Regions from separate parts of the Mus musculus genome. Here region 2 is linked to region 1. Evidence: chromatin contacts called from public Hi-C data. All regions are on one chromosome and are shown on one strand. The core of a region is the stretch at or near the end of the contact, and the rest is flanking DNA. Distances in the headings are between cores, read along the strand shown. Region 1 overlaps Kirrel3 (kirre like nephrin family adhesion molecule 3). Region 2 overlaps Kirrel3 (kirre like nephrin family adhesion molecule 3).

The links. Hi-C and Micro-C count contacts between places; a contact is called where the count stands out from the background.
Region 2: a Hi-C map of stem cell-derived primordial germ cell-like cells shows a contact between it and region 1, with 2.0 times the contacts expected there. The contact joins two enhancer-like sites. A contact is called at or near these places in 1 of 39 promoter capture datasets (hippocampal neurons) and 19 of 484 Hi-C or Micro-C datasets (the N1E-115 cell line, cardiomyocytes, cerebellar granule neurons and 10 more).

What each region holds. Positions count from the first base shown.
Region 1 is chr9:34,647,613-34,654,046 of GRCm38.p6, reverse strand. All of the region lies in intron 1 of Kirrel3 (kirre like nephrin family adhesion molecule 3), which reads right to left. Among named protein-coding and RNA genes, the nearest start is that of Kirrel3, 160 kb to the right of the region's middle. Within about 2 kb of position 1,651, at least 2 of the 459 cell types and tissues checked have an H3K27ac peak or open chromatin away from gene starts, as enhancers often do. A contact at or near this core is called in stem cell-derived primordial germ cell-like cells, where this site is marked.
Region 2 is chr9:34,856,110-34,863,119 of GRCm38.p6, reverse strand. The region is part of intron 1 of Kirrel3 (kirre like nephrin family adhesion molecule 3); the gene reads right to left. Gm45955 (a long non-coding RNA gene) reads left to right here. Exons shown (of 4, transcript XR_003948314.1): 3 at 1,262-2,120; 4 at 2,894-3,019. Among named protein-coding and RNA genes, the nearest start is that of Gm33561, 4.4 kb to the right of the region's middle. Within about 2 kb of position 3,444, at least 6 of the 459 cell types and tissues checked have an H3K27ac peak or open chromatin away from gene starts, as enhancers often do. A contact at or near this core is called in stem cell-derived primordial germ cell-like cells, where this site is marked.

The sequences.
Region 1 (6,434 bases), core at 402-2,901:
GTAACAGGTCAACCTAGTTTTACTCATATGCCTGCTCTGAGTGTACTGGGCTGGTGAGCCTGAGCCTAGCTTACATCACATTCTCACCATACCCATCAAGAAGACCCAGGGCTTCTGGAAAGTGTTTCCAGGGGTAGTGACTGAAAGGTGGAGACAGGAAAGTCTCATATCTTAGAGATCAAAGCAGTCAGAGTCTGCTCAGACTCAGGATTCTCCAGTGACCTGACCTATTCACGGAAGCGGTGCCAAAGCAGTTGTGACTGTGCTTACAAGAGATGACTCTGGGGATGAGAAACCAAGACCCCATACCAGCCCCCAGCATGCTTCCCTCCAACCATTTAGCCAACAGTTCCTGAGATTTTACTGTCTAGAAGGTATTTTGCCAAATGTGTTCATTTGAATCTTTTGTTATAAAAAGCACCATGTTCAATCTAAGGCCAGCAGTTGAGAACCTGTGAGTCCCAACCCCCAAAAGATGATCAGAAAACAGATGACTTTTTTTTTTTTTTTTTTTTGGCTACATTTTGCTGCATGACAGTAGCAAAATTACAGCTATAAAGTAGCAACAAGAATAATTTTATGGTTGTGGGTCATCACAGTGTGAGGAACTGTATTAAAGGGTCCTAGTATTAGGAAGGTTGAAAACCACTGATCTACGTTGAGGCCTGGGGAACACTGGGCCAGCTACCATGGCTTCTTTGGCTTCAGGGCATTGCTCTGCATACTAGGCACAGAGGCCTCCAGCTTGGTACTTCCACTTTCTCAACCTCAAGCAGAAGGAAATCCTATTTAGGATGCAGGCTGGCTTGATGGCTGTGTCTAGAGAAGACCCAGAGGCACTTTGAATGGGTTCAGAAGAGACCCCAAATGAGCCCAGGTGTCAAAGGGGTTTTGAGCAGCTCAGACAGCAGAACCTGGAGTCAGTTGCAGTGTTGGGTCCCTGCCACAGACAGAAGGCTTTGTCACTGCTGTCACCAGGCTGATGTCCTGGACACGGGGTGGAGGGGTGGGGCAATCACTCTCCAGGTTCTACCTGTCATCCCACTAGCTGCAATGAATTAATTTGTGGGGTGAATAAAACTCAGAGGAATTTGAACAGGAGATGGAGGGGAAAACAGAAAAGAAAGAAAAGAGAACCCCAACCGATAACAAGACTGAAAAGAGAGAGAAGCAGTTCGGTTGCTGACTTGGCCCAGATGAAGCATGGGGCAAATGCTGGTGGTTGTATCTGGAAGAATCCAGGTACCTGCTGCCAGGCTGGCTCCAGGAGGACTAGAAGGAGGGGGATGGGGGACCCGAGGAAGAAGGAGTGAGGAACCAAGACCAGGGATCACTATCTGGAGCTACCTGTAGATTTTTTTTGGACTCTTTAGCATCCCTCAAAATAAGATTAACTTGATGCTGATTAAAGCTGAAAACCCCCACTAGCTTAGCATGCTGAGCATCTGACTCTAGGGCTCCTGAACAAATTGTTTTCCCTTTTCATGCCGATCCTTGTGAACTCTGGCTCAGCCTGGGTTGCCCATGGGGACATGGCTGGAAACGGAAGCCCAGGTTTCCTCTTGGCACCTAGCTGTCAGAGCCATCTCTAAGCAACCCAGCAGGAGGGAGACAAAAAGCCTTCTCATCCTACAAGCTGGTGTCTGGATTTGCAAATGAGCTGAAGAGTCCTAGGCCTGGGATGAATTCAGAACAGGTCCAGGGAGTAGTACCTGCCTCTCCTAGTGCTTTCCGTGACTGGCTGGTCTCATTCATTTCTGCCACAGCTCCGTAAGGTAACCAGGCATTAAGCTATCAGCTTTGTAGGTCAGGCACCAGAGATCAAAGGGTATCAACAACCGACCTATGTCACACATAGCTTTGAACATAGGTTCCAGGTATAACTACCAGACTTCTGAATCCCAGCAGAGTGTCCGCAAACAATAGGGTGCCAGCTAGAGCAACAGAGTAGGGTTTCTGGATTTAAGAAAGATGTCCCATGGAATTAGGCTTAGAGGGCTGGGGAGATGACACACTCAGTAAAGTGCTAGGCATGCAAGCAGGAAGACATGAGTTAAATCCATGTCTTTTGCTTGTTTGTTTATCTAAAGTTCAGTGTGATGTTGGAAAGTGCTTGTAACCCTGTAGCGGGAAAAGCAGAGCGAGGTAGATCCTTGGGGCTCATTAGTCAGCCAGACTTGGTGGGTCCCATACTCAATGAGAGACCCTGTCTGAAACGGAAGAAAGAGAAGCAGCCCCGCAGAACCACACCTGAGTCTGTCCTCTGTCCTCTAGACACATGCGTGGGCACTCTGGGGGCCATTTTGTCAGTAACGCTTTAAGATGTAAAACAAAATACAATTAATTATAAATGAAAGCAAGGATACTGAAATACAACTGTAAAAATATTTAGGGCTGAGGTGCAGTAGAACACCTGCTTCATTATTAATCTAACACGCAAGCAATATTCCCCACAGCTCTAACAACCTGTGTAACTTCGAGTGGTAAGGAGATAACCAAGACTATGAGATTTCTACAAAAACAGAGAGGCAATGTGAAAATACCTGTGATGTTAATAGGCGGCAAAGTCACAAGTCACTTGTTGTTACTATCGGAAAAGTTGTAGGTTTTATTATTAAGGGGGAACATTAGGATACTGCTGTGTGATTTTTTTTCTTCCCAAGATTATTGACTGTCTTGAATTCCCCCTGTCAATGCACAGAGTGAGGCTCCCTGCAGGGCGTGAAGAACCCTTTCTGACTTGCCTAGGGATACTGGGTTGATAGACTTAGTCATCATTTCCTTCTGTCTCCTGCATCCTGCAGCCCCACTGAGGACATTTTGTTTCATTAAGAAACTTCCTTTCTTTTCTCCCCACTTGAGTTTAGTATGTTCTAGCTGCTTCCCCTGGTGCAGATCCTGGAAGGTCTGGGGAGCACTGCTCCCGTCCTCGGGCCTGATGAACTACGGTACCTGGTACCTCGTAGTCATCTCTGAGGCACTTCCCTTGAAGAGACTTTCACCTGTGGGATTTGCCCACAGCTCTGAGTACATCATGCAACATTTTGTCACTGTGGCAAGTCGGTCTTTATTTCTGTGTGACTATTAAGGTTGGTTGCTCTCACTAGACGTGAATGCACACTCTCTGTCTTGTTTCAGTCACCTTTGCTTCCTTGCCACCTAACTGCCTGGCACCGTGTAGATGCTCAGTAGCTGCAGAATGAGTAAATAAGCCTGAGTGTACCATAGACCGGAGACACAGTCTACTTCCTCATTATGCTGACTTCCTTCAGCCTCCTTTCTCCCCATTATCCTCTAACCACCCATTAGCTAGAGTCTCTACTGCTGTTTACTAAATGGGTCCCTTTGTCTCTCTGGCCTTTGGATCATCATTCTTTCTCTCCTCTGAATCTCCTCCAATTTTTTTTCAAACGCTGTTTCTACTTTGAACTTCCAGGACTGAATGTTCTGGGAAATATCTGTTGGATGTGTCGGGAGACGGTGTGAAGCGCAAAGGCTGGCTCCCTTTCAAAGCCATGTGTCTGCTCTGCCGCAAGGTACAAGCCTACAGGGTTTCCACCCATCCCACCGTTCCTACCCTTCCTAGGAACAAGCTGAGAGACGGGAACCGAATACTGAGGCTGGCAATGGACGGGTGTCTATCACAGTGTCTACCATGCTCCCCTGCAAGCCACATGAGTCATGAGGACATTTCACTTATGATCCTTCTGCAAAGGACAATGTTTGGCTTCAGTACGAGAGCTGTTAAGCTGAAATTTGAGCTAATAGTGGGGTTCACCCCATCTCACTCTGTAGGTATTACTATGGTAAGCCCTGGCCTATAGGGGGTTCCTTGCTCTGTTTATGGGGTACTCCCTACCCTGGCTACCTTTAACCTAGTCTGTGTTTCCCTACTTTCCTGTTTCATATTTAGATCAATAATGCAGAAGAGCAAAGTACCATCCGGCCGTCCAAGTTTCCAGATATTAAAGATTCACTGAATCCTTTCCAAGACGAAGACATTTTATTGAATTCTTGCTTTGAGCAAGTTGGCTTGGTTTCGAGAATCACCTCTTGGAGGTGATGAAAATAGCAATGTACTTTAGAGGAGTTTCATTTGAAACGGCTTTGAAACTCATTCTAAAGGATAGCTAATACGTCAGCGTATGGCTGCAATGCTCACTACTGGAGTAGCTGTGTTGGAGCTGAAGACCCTTTTTTGATGTGTATTCTTGCTTTTCCTTCCACCTGAAGAAATTGAAGCTGTTGCAGGTGTAGGAAGGCGTCCTGCAAGGGATAGTGCCTTGATTCTCTTCTATTTGCACGAACTGCCTCAAAGGCTGAACTGGTCCTGTTTTGGTCATATTCTCTTCAGTGCCTACAATTCCAATGGTTTGTACAGTGAACAGAGCAATGGGTCTGAGGAATTACACCAAGTAGGGTTCAATCTTAGCTGCTTTGTGACCCCCAGGGAGTAATATTCCTTATGTTTTCTGTCCTAGTTTCTCCTCAGTAAATGCAGATACTGTTACTCCTCTCAAAGGATTACCATGGGCATTAAATGAAGTAAGCAATGTGAAACATTTAGTACAGCACTAAATACAGCAGTAAACACTCATTTAGTTGAAGCAGTTTTAAGCATCCAATGCTTCATCACAGATTCCGGCTTGCTACACATTATACTGCCTGTAGTAACATGCGGAGTCCTAGCTATCTCTGCATCTACCCCATAGGATGGGTACTGTTTCTCCACTTAAGTCTAGGATGTGCTGGCCAGTTGATGAGATGGAGGGGTAGAGGTGGTGACTGGGAAAGCCATCAAATAAGGTTAGTCTCCTGGCCTCAGCTGGGGTGGCTTTCTCTATGTAGAGTTCTCTCCCCTGCACAGGGATCTTGGAGGTCATTGCACAAAGGGGCTGCACACAAGGGTGCTGCCCACAAGGGGGCTGCAATTCCTAGGAGGTGGCAGTTTAACATAATGCCATTTAGGTAGCAAACAAAGCTGTCTAACATGGTTTATAAAGAACAGGGGGAGTACTGGGGAGATAAGTGGGAACCAAAAGTGTCATCTTCAGGGAAGCATCAGTCCTTAGGTGGCACCTGCCCTTGATGACCTGGTCTGCTAATCTTCTGCACCCTAGCAGACAGGTTGTGTAGGCCCTCTCAAGAATACTCCAGCAGAGGCAGCCTCTGACATGAAGGATTTTGAAAGGGTCTCTGTTTAGATGTCTATGCTCTAAGAATTCCATTTTATTTCTTTATATTTAGTTTTTAAGATCAGAAGGAGTGATGTGGTGCCTCTGAGAGTAGTGGTGGGAAGATGAGTAGCCTGGGAGGAGGTCACTAGAAATAGACATGAAAGGAACAGGAGAGCAAGGGGAGAGAGGAGACGCAAGCAGGAGAAATGTTACTGAGGTCACGGCTGCAATTTCCCTGGATCTCCCAGTTAGTGTGCAGAATGTCACCTTCATCCTCAGGTGACAGGAAGCTGGAGGGTTTATCTGTAGGTTCCCTGTCTCTCACTGACTGAGGTGGCTTCCCTGCAGTGGTTGCTCTCTGGCAGACGTCAACTTGAAGGCAGAGGGGGCTTCCATAGAGTGGGATAAGGCTCTTAGATAGGAGACAGTAAGGTGGAGGCAGGAGGAAGTCATAGCTCTATGGTCCAGGCCAGCTTGAGCTAAGTTGTAGGTAGATACATGAGAGACATCACAGGGCACTGACTGAGCCAAGAGGGATATTCTGCAACTCATAAAAGAGCACAGAGCAAAAGTCCTATGACATGAAACAGATGTGAAAGGGAATTGGTGTGTGAGCCACCCATGAATTAATAGTTTTTTTCTATTCTCTCTTGTTTGATTGGAAAGAGCTTGCTAATGTTTTAGACCAGTATTCACTTAGCTATATTCAGCAGACCTGAAAGATCCAGCTCAGGGGCTAGGGCAGCTGTTAAGAGGCCTTTCTGATCTTCTAGAGGACACAGGTTCATTTCCCAGTACCTCACACTGAACAGCACACAACTCTAGATCTGAGACCCATTTCTGACCTCCAAGTACATACTTGGTGCACATACACACACTTAGGACATACAAATAAGGTAATAAAGAAATAATCTAGCTCAGAGGTAGTAGTAACAGTTTGTCTACAAGATGTAATTTCAAAGCTTTTGGGCACATAGAACTACTCTTTCATTTGCCCCATAGTTACTTACAACCTTTGGGTTATAACCCCACCTCAGACTTTGGAATTTCCCACTTGTTAACTTACATAGTCATTCATTCACAAAGACCTACCAGGTGCCAGGAACTGAGCATGGGGCTAAAATGGTACAAATAGGGGGAACAGGAATAAGAACTGATATTTCTAGGGTCTATAGTCATTAGAAGATGTAATACATACATGTGAAGAGCTTTACTGTAAAAGAACAGATGAATTGAATACTAATGAAGGGAAACTGA
Region 2 (7,010 bases), core at 2,195-4,694, 210 kb before region 1:
AGTTTAGAGCCATGTTGGGAGACACTGGGTAAGTAACATAACTCTTCTGGGCCTTAGTGTCCTAATCTGTAAATGCTAGGAAACTGCTAACACTTATCTTCTTGGGTTGTTGATTGGATTAGACATGTGGGTATACAGATGGACTTCAACGATGTAGTAATGACCCAGAAGATGCTAGAGATTCCTAATACTAATAGGATTATTTCATAGGACCATGGGGGAAAGGAAGTCCAGACATCCTGGGGTCTGCTGTTCATGGTTTGCCACCTTAGAGTGGTCACTGGGCCAAATCCCAGATGGCTCCACACTTTGACAGCAGCGGGGATCCTGTACACCACCGCAGGATGGGAGGCAAGGCAAGGTGACCTCAGAGTGAGGATGGAGAGAGCCAGTCCAGGTTTCCAACATTTGTAACTTGGTTCACAGTAGGCTGTGAGGGGAGGAGACTCAGAGCATGTTTATCCTTCTGGGGACATTTCCCTAGAACCCTGTAGGGGCATTAAAACTTTAACACACACACAACACGCTCGTTTTTCTCCATGTACATTCCCCCAACCCTGCTGCCATTTCTTCGCTAGAAGTGCAGGCTGATCAAAGACAGGAAGGCATCTAAGGGTGGGATGCCATGGGTGTGGGGGAGGTAACCGGGTGAAGTGAGCCACTTTGGAGCTGGACTGCTGCTACTCAGCCTGGTACTCATAGTGATATGCCCTCTCATCTGCCTCGTTAAACATTTATTTCTTATTCCCTACCAAGAGGAGAGTCTCTCCAGCAGCCGGGCTTACCTGGAGGCTGTGGAGTGGCCAGAACCTTCCAGGAGGCCAAGGAATCTTTGGGGTCTAGCCACGAGGACGAATAGGGCAGTCCACTCCATGAGCTCAGCTCCATGATAGAGCTGAGATTAGCTGCTGTCTCTTTCACAGAGAAGGAAACTGAAACGTGAGTGGCCAGGCACAGATTTTGCCTTAATGCCAAACTGTAGATGGTTTGAACAGAACCATCAGGTCTGATTGGGCTGGGTCTGCTTTCCGTTTTAAGTGTGCCAGCTCTTCGATGGGAGAGAAAGGACAGACTTGCCTTCCTCTGCCTTCTTCACAGGGTGCAGGCCTCTAGCTGGCCATAGCAGCCTCCTTCCACTGGGGGGAGCAGGCTCTCCACAGGTGGGTCATCTCCTGGGAGCAGGCATTCAGCTCCTGCCTCCAGGTCCAAAGATGTCCTTCCTATTGCTGTTCTTAATTGCTGGCTGTTCTTAATTATGTAGGCATTCAGTGGCTTCTACTGTCCTCAGAGCCCAGACATGACATCCACAGCCTTCCTAGCAAGGTCAAAGCAAAGCTCCCATTCTGCATCCTTCCAGCCATGGCCTCTTCTGCCAGCCACTTTACAGGTGGAGAAACTGAGACCTTCATGACTTGCTGATGGGCCACCTGCCTCCTGGGAGCTCCCCTTCCTTCTCTTTGGGTTTAGTCGAGCAAGGTGAACCTCAGTCACTGATTGAGAGCTTATAGCCCATAGGTGCAGCGAGGCGCCCTGGTCATCACAATGGGGGAGGTGGTTTGGTAAGGGAGAGGGGACTGTCTGGGCACTATCTCGGCTGCTCAGTCTCAGCAGAGTCCAAGGGCATGTGGAGCCCCTGTGAACGATGTCTCTGGCATCATTCTCAGCCCTGTATTTCACCAACCCAGAAGTGTGGGCGTGGTAGCTTGGTTTGTGTACCGATTGTAGAAATGTAGCTGGAGTGAGTGTGGGTGGTAGAGAGCCTCTTTCAGGGCAGGTAGGGAGGAAGGCAGGATTGCAAAAAGGAGAGATTAGAGAAACCCCCATCCAAAAAGCCTCCCACCCACCTGGCAGCCCGTGCAAACATGACTAAAACATACACACACACACACACACACACACACAAACCAAAGGCTTTGTGAGATCTAATTAGTGGACTACATCTAACTCTCAGACTTCCTGAGCAGGGCTCCTCCTCTAGCCCCAGGCTATCTCGAGAATTAAGCTGCCTAAGATCACCTCATTAAATTCACTAACCTTGCTTTTCCGCTACATTTAGCCTCTGGTGCCCTTCCTCTGTCCCTAGGAGGTGCCTGTCTGGCATTCCACCAGCATCTTCCCAGGTAGGTAAAACTACGATTGCCCCTCCCCAAATGGCTTCCTTAGTCACAAAGCTTCTTGCTTTTGAGCTCTGAAGGCACCCTGCGCTGATCAGCTGATCCGGGCACCTGGCCCTGCTGCAATAAGATCCTCCCCTCTCCCCAGTACAGGAATGGGGAAGGAGAAACTAGTTAGAAGCAAAGTGCTGGGTCCCCTTGCCTCCTGGTTACCAGCTCCAGCTTGCATTTCTTGGAGTCTCAGACCTGGTGCTTCTGGCATGGGATGAGCGACTTAACATGGAGGACAAGCTGTGCAGGGGGCATGTCCTCCGAGAACCCTGCAGCCACCTATTGTAGGCAGGCAGGCAGCTCATCGAAGTTGCTTGGCATCCTATTAAATAAATGAGTCACCCCTGTGAGTTGGAGGCAGAGGCAGTCACACCAGAGAGGTATTTGTTGTGAAAGAGATATGGAGGGCAATTAGTACCATAGGAGAGTTGGGGGAAGAGCTAACACCATGGCCAACTTGAACACTACACAGACTGGTGCTAAGCTGAGGAGCCCTAGCTGACTGCCCACTGACTTGCATGTGCCCTATGTGCTGAGGCCCAAATGTCAAGAAGAAATAGGGCCAGGGGCAGCTTCTGATGAACATAAGGAATCAAGAGCCACACCTGTGTGGCTCTAGGCAGCTTGCCCTCAGGTCAGGAGAACTGATGGGTGTCTTCTCCTGGGACTGGTGGCTGAACTGGCTAGACATTATTTATGTGGTACTCATTCTGTATGATTTCCCTTAGACTGTCCTGAGCATGGACAACGGAGCAGAGCTACGCCTGCCTTAAGACGTGCATGAGGCATTCTTCCTCAACCTACCTGAGATGTCAAGACAAACGACTTTGTGAAAGGCAAGTGCAGGGTCACTGCGTGGGGGGGGGGGGAGGGAGGGGTAGTGGACAAATGAGTCTGAATGTAGAACGAGGTGACTGAAAAGGACAATCTAACAGGACACACCAAGACCAAGTTCTCAGTAAAAGGAGATTTATTTGTCACAGAAGGACAAAGGGCAGGGAATAAGAGACAAAGACTGGCAGATAGAGGATGAGGGAGAAGAGAAGGGGCAAGGAAGAGAGGGAGGGGTATTTACCCTGGGAGAGACAAAAGTGTCTCTGGAGAAAGAAGGCAGACATGGCTGATAGGCAAAAGGTAGTTGATAAGGGAACAGGGGGAAACCCTGGAGCGAGAAGGAGATGTTTGATTTTAATTGGGCATGTTAATTAGGGCTGGTAATGGATGGGAAGTGACCAAATAAGGAAATAGACCTAGGTGGCTATGTCGCTAAAGGTATTTAGTAAGGGGGAAGGAAAGGCAGGGACAGTGTCATGTTTGCCATGCTCTGGCCTGCTGGAGCCCTTCAGGGACAGCTTGGCACAAAGCTCTTTTCTGGGAACCTCTGAAGTATGTTTACCTACAGAAACTTGATCCCCAATGGATCTGGAAAGAACTGGGGTAGTGGGTCGTGTCCTGGTGACCATCAACCTTGGCTGCAAGTTGGAATTACCTGAAAGAGCTGTAAAAACTCTGACCCCTAATTCCTGAGCAGAAATGCAGATTTGATTGTTTGGAGGAGTCGCTTTGAGGTGGCAGGCCCAGGGTGATGTAACATGCAGCCAGGGCTGAAAGCCACCCACACATGGGTCCCACTCTTCCTGTGCCAGTTTCTCTGTTGTGAACAGGTCACACCAACTGTCCATTTACTGTGTAACAGAAGATGAGGTAAAATTTTTATAAACATAGTAGCTTCATTGGATCCACAGAACAAGCAATGTTGTTGAAAGGTATTGTGATGATTTTCAGCTTATTAATGAAAGAACGGATTTGGCAAAGTTAAGTAAACTGGCCAATGTCACACATGTGTTCAGTTGCAAAGATGAGTCTGACCTACTTACAGAGCCTGTGCTGTTAGCCATTATGCACATTGTCGCCTGCTTCAAGACAGCCTGGGGATGGTGCCTGGAGGTTGGGGTTCATTTTGATGTCCCATTTGCAAGAATATTTTGGTGAACAGTTTCCAAAGCAATGAGGCTCAAGAATGACAGGCCAACCTGGCCTGTCCTCCACCTCATGACAATAAGGAAGGGATAATGACCAACATTGTTGTCACTCAGTCTGAAGAGGAGCTGTGGTTTGTGGACCACTGGGCAAACACATGACCTGGTGCTATGACCAAAGGGGTTGGGGGAGCCAATAATGAAAGTTTGAAGGGGCCATTCCCTTGCTTTTGTGGGCTAGGACTTCAGGTAGCATGTGGGAGGATGGGTCCTGCCTGGGTGCATCTGTTTCTGGGTCTCTTGGAAAGCTTACCACCTCCCTCAGAGCATTGGCCAGTGGAACTGACCTCAGTGGTCTCTATTTAGGTATGGACAAAGCTGTTTTCTCAGAAAGCCAAGAACACTATTCCAGATGTTGCAGCTTTAGCCATGTCACTGGGGACCAGCTTGGGAAGTTTTGACTATTGGATATACATCTCTAAGACCTACACGGAGGTCTCTCGACCATCTGTGACAGAGATGGCAGGCACCAGGTCTTATCCCCCCCCCCCCGCCCCTTACTTCTAGCTTCCAAGGGCACAGTAGCCCCCTATGTACGCCCTGATTATCGGGGCTGCCTCTCTCCCATCTGCTGTCTTAGATCTGGCCTAGCCAAGTTTATGTCTGAGTTTGGCTCATTGGCTTCGGCTGCCAACAGTGCGCTGCTCTGCTCTTTGCCTGCCTTCAGACCACACACTGTTCCACGGGGCTCCTCAGAGCCTGGTTCTGGCAGGCCTGTTGCACACTCCCAATCACCGCGTTATGCTAGCCAACTGTTGCTGTGACAAAATACTGGAAACAACTTAAGAGATAGAGAGATTTGTTTTGGTTCCCGGTTTCAGAGCGGTCAGCTATGATGCTTGCTGTGGGCCTTGAAGGGGAAGTTTAAAACAGGGAGGGGCACAGTGGAGCACAACAGCTCACCTTTTGGCAGCCAGGGAGCAGAGCAAGAGAGCACAGGAATAGGAATGAGAGTGAAGCCGGGAGGAGAAGGAAAGAGAAAGTGCTACTGGGGACAAGACAGAGAGAGCCTCCAAGGTATGCATCAGGGGTCTACTTCCTTCAACCGGGTCTCACTGTTTAGTAGTAGCCAGTTCTGGTGTGAACCGAGTAATACAGCCATAGAGTTAGTGCCCACACAGTCTCTCAATGGCGCCACCTGCTGGGACCAAGTCTTCAATGCTAATTCTTTTTCCGCTCACACTTAAGCATAATGCTCATCTCACACGGCCTTTTTCTTCACTGCGCTGGTTACTGCCGGATTTACACAGTTTGGTCTGTGTGGTGGACGATCTCCACCATCATACAGGTTCCAAGGGAGAGAGCAGTGTGTCTATGGGTTCACAAAGCCTCTGCAGGCTACAGCACCCTGGCATACAATGAGTGCTCGATCCGTCATGATCAGAGTGAGTTCGTTTCTGTGTTGATCCTCTTATACTTTTTTTTTTCTGTGCTTTCCCATTATCTGACTGTGCTAACAAGCTGTCTGGAACTTGTAAGTTACTGAAGATAAGTTTCTGGAGGATAGAGTCTTGCTAGCCTCAAACTAGTCCACGCTGGCTTCAAACTCATGGCAATCCCGTGTCAGCCTCCTAAATATCTGTGATTATAGACTGGCACCTACAGGTTAGATTTTTTTAAAAAGAAATGAATGAGTGTGTAAGTTGTGGGGGAGGTGTCCTCCCTTTTATTTTTATTTGGTTTTGATACAAGCTTCTTCAGAAGCACATTAAAAATCACAGAATGCCATTGCAGATAATGCACACACCCCAGTAAGTGTTATTTTGGAAGTTCAAGCACCATCAACATTGGCTGTGGCTTCTGTGAACCAAGTGCACACACGCGCACACGCACACACACAGTGTAAGGTTAGACTGTTTTCTAAAGCACACGAATATAGGAAGTGGATAATTTGGCTAATGAGTTCCGATCCATGTTCTGATTTCCATCTGGGATCAGAACACCTAGCAGCCAATCAGTCACCTTAATTTTCCCACCCACTCTGTAATCATCTGATTGATGCACAATTACCTTCCCTGCTTCCACGAGCTTCCCCTTTCTCATGTTTCCCATCCAACGCCAGATAACCTTCATTTTTCCCCCATTTATTTTGTATGTGTTGGCCACAGTTTGATATAATTATTTTTGCAATCATCTTCTATTAGGTGAGAGAATATTGCAGCAGAAAAAGAAGGGAAGAGAAAATAAATGCCTTCCTGACAAGTCCTAATATTTTATGTTCACAAATAATCTCCCAATATCAGAGCAATAATATTATTTTCTCAATGTGCATTTATTAAAATGTAAAGTAGCTCCATCACATTGGGAACTAAAACCCCTGTATTACCTTGGCCAGAAAATATCACTTATTTATTTCAGATTACATTTCTGGAATTTTAATATTGTTGCTCTCCCACCCAACCCCCCACTTCTGGAGCCTTTCTCCAGCAGGGGAGTGAACCTGACGACTTGATTTCTAAAGAGGCCTTGCTGAATGCTCAGGGCCTTAATTTGGTTATAAGAATTGCTTTTGGCTCTTGATTTACGATGAGGTTCTTTTCTGTGTAATTCTTTTGGCTGAAAACTGAATAGAGGTCTCCCTTTGTGGCTGGCATTTTGACATTGCATTTAAAGACAGGGTTCAGGGCTGAGGAGGGAGAAGCAGAGAAGACTCAGGAAGGGAGAGGGTAGGGTTGAGGTGTAGCTCAGAGGTAGAATGTGTGTAGAATGCAGGAAGCCCTGGGTTCAATCCCTATGTACACACACACACACACACACACACACGAGGAATTACTGTGGTGGGTTTAGAAGCTGGAGAAGTAGTTAG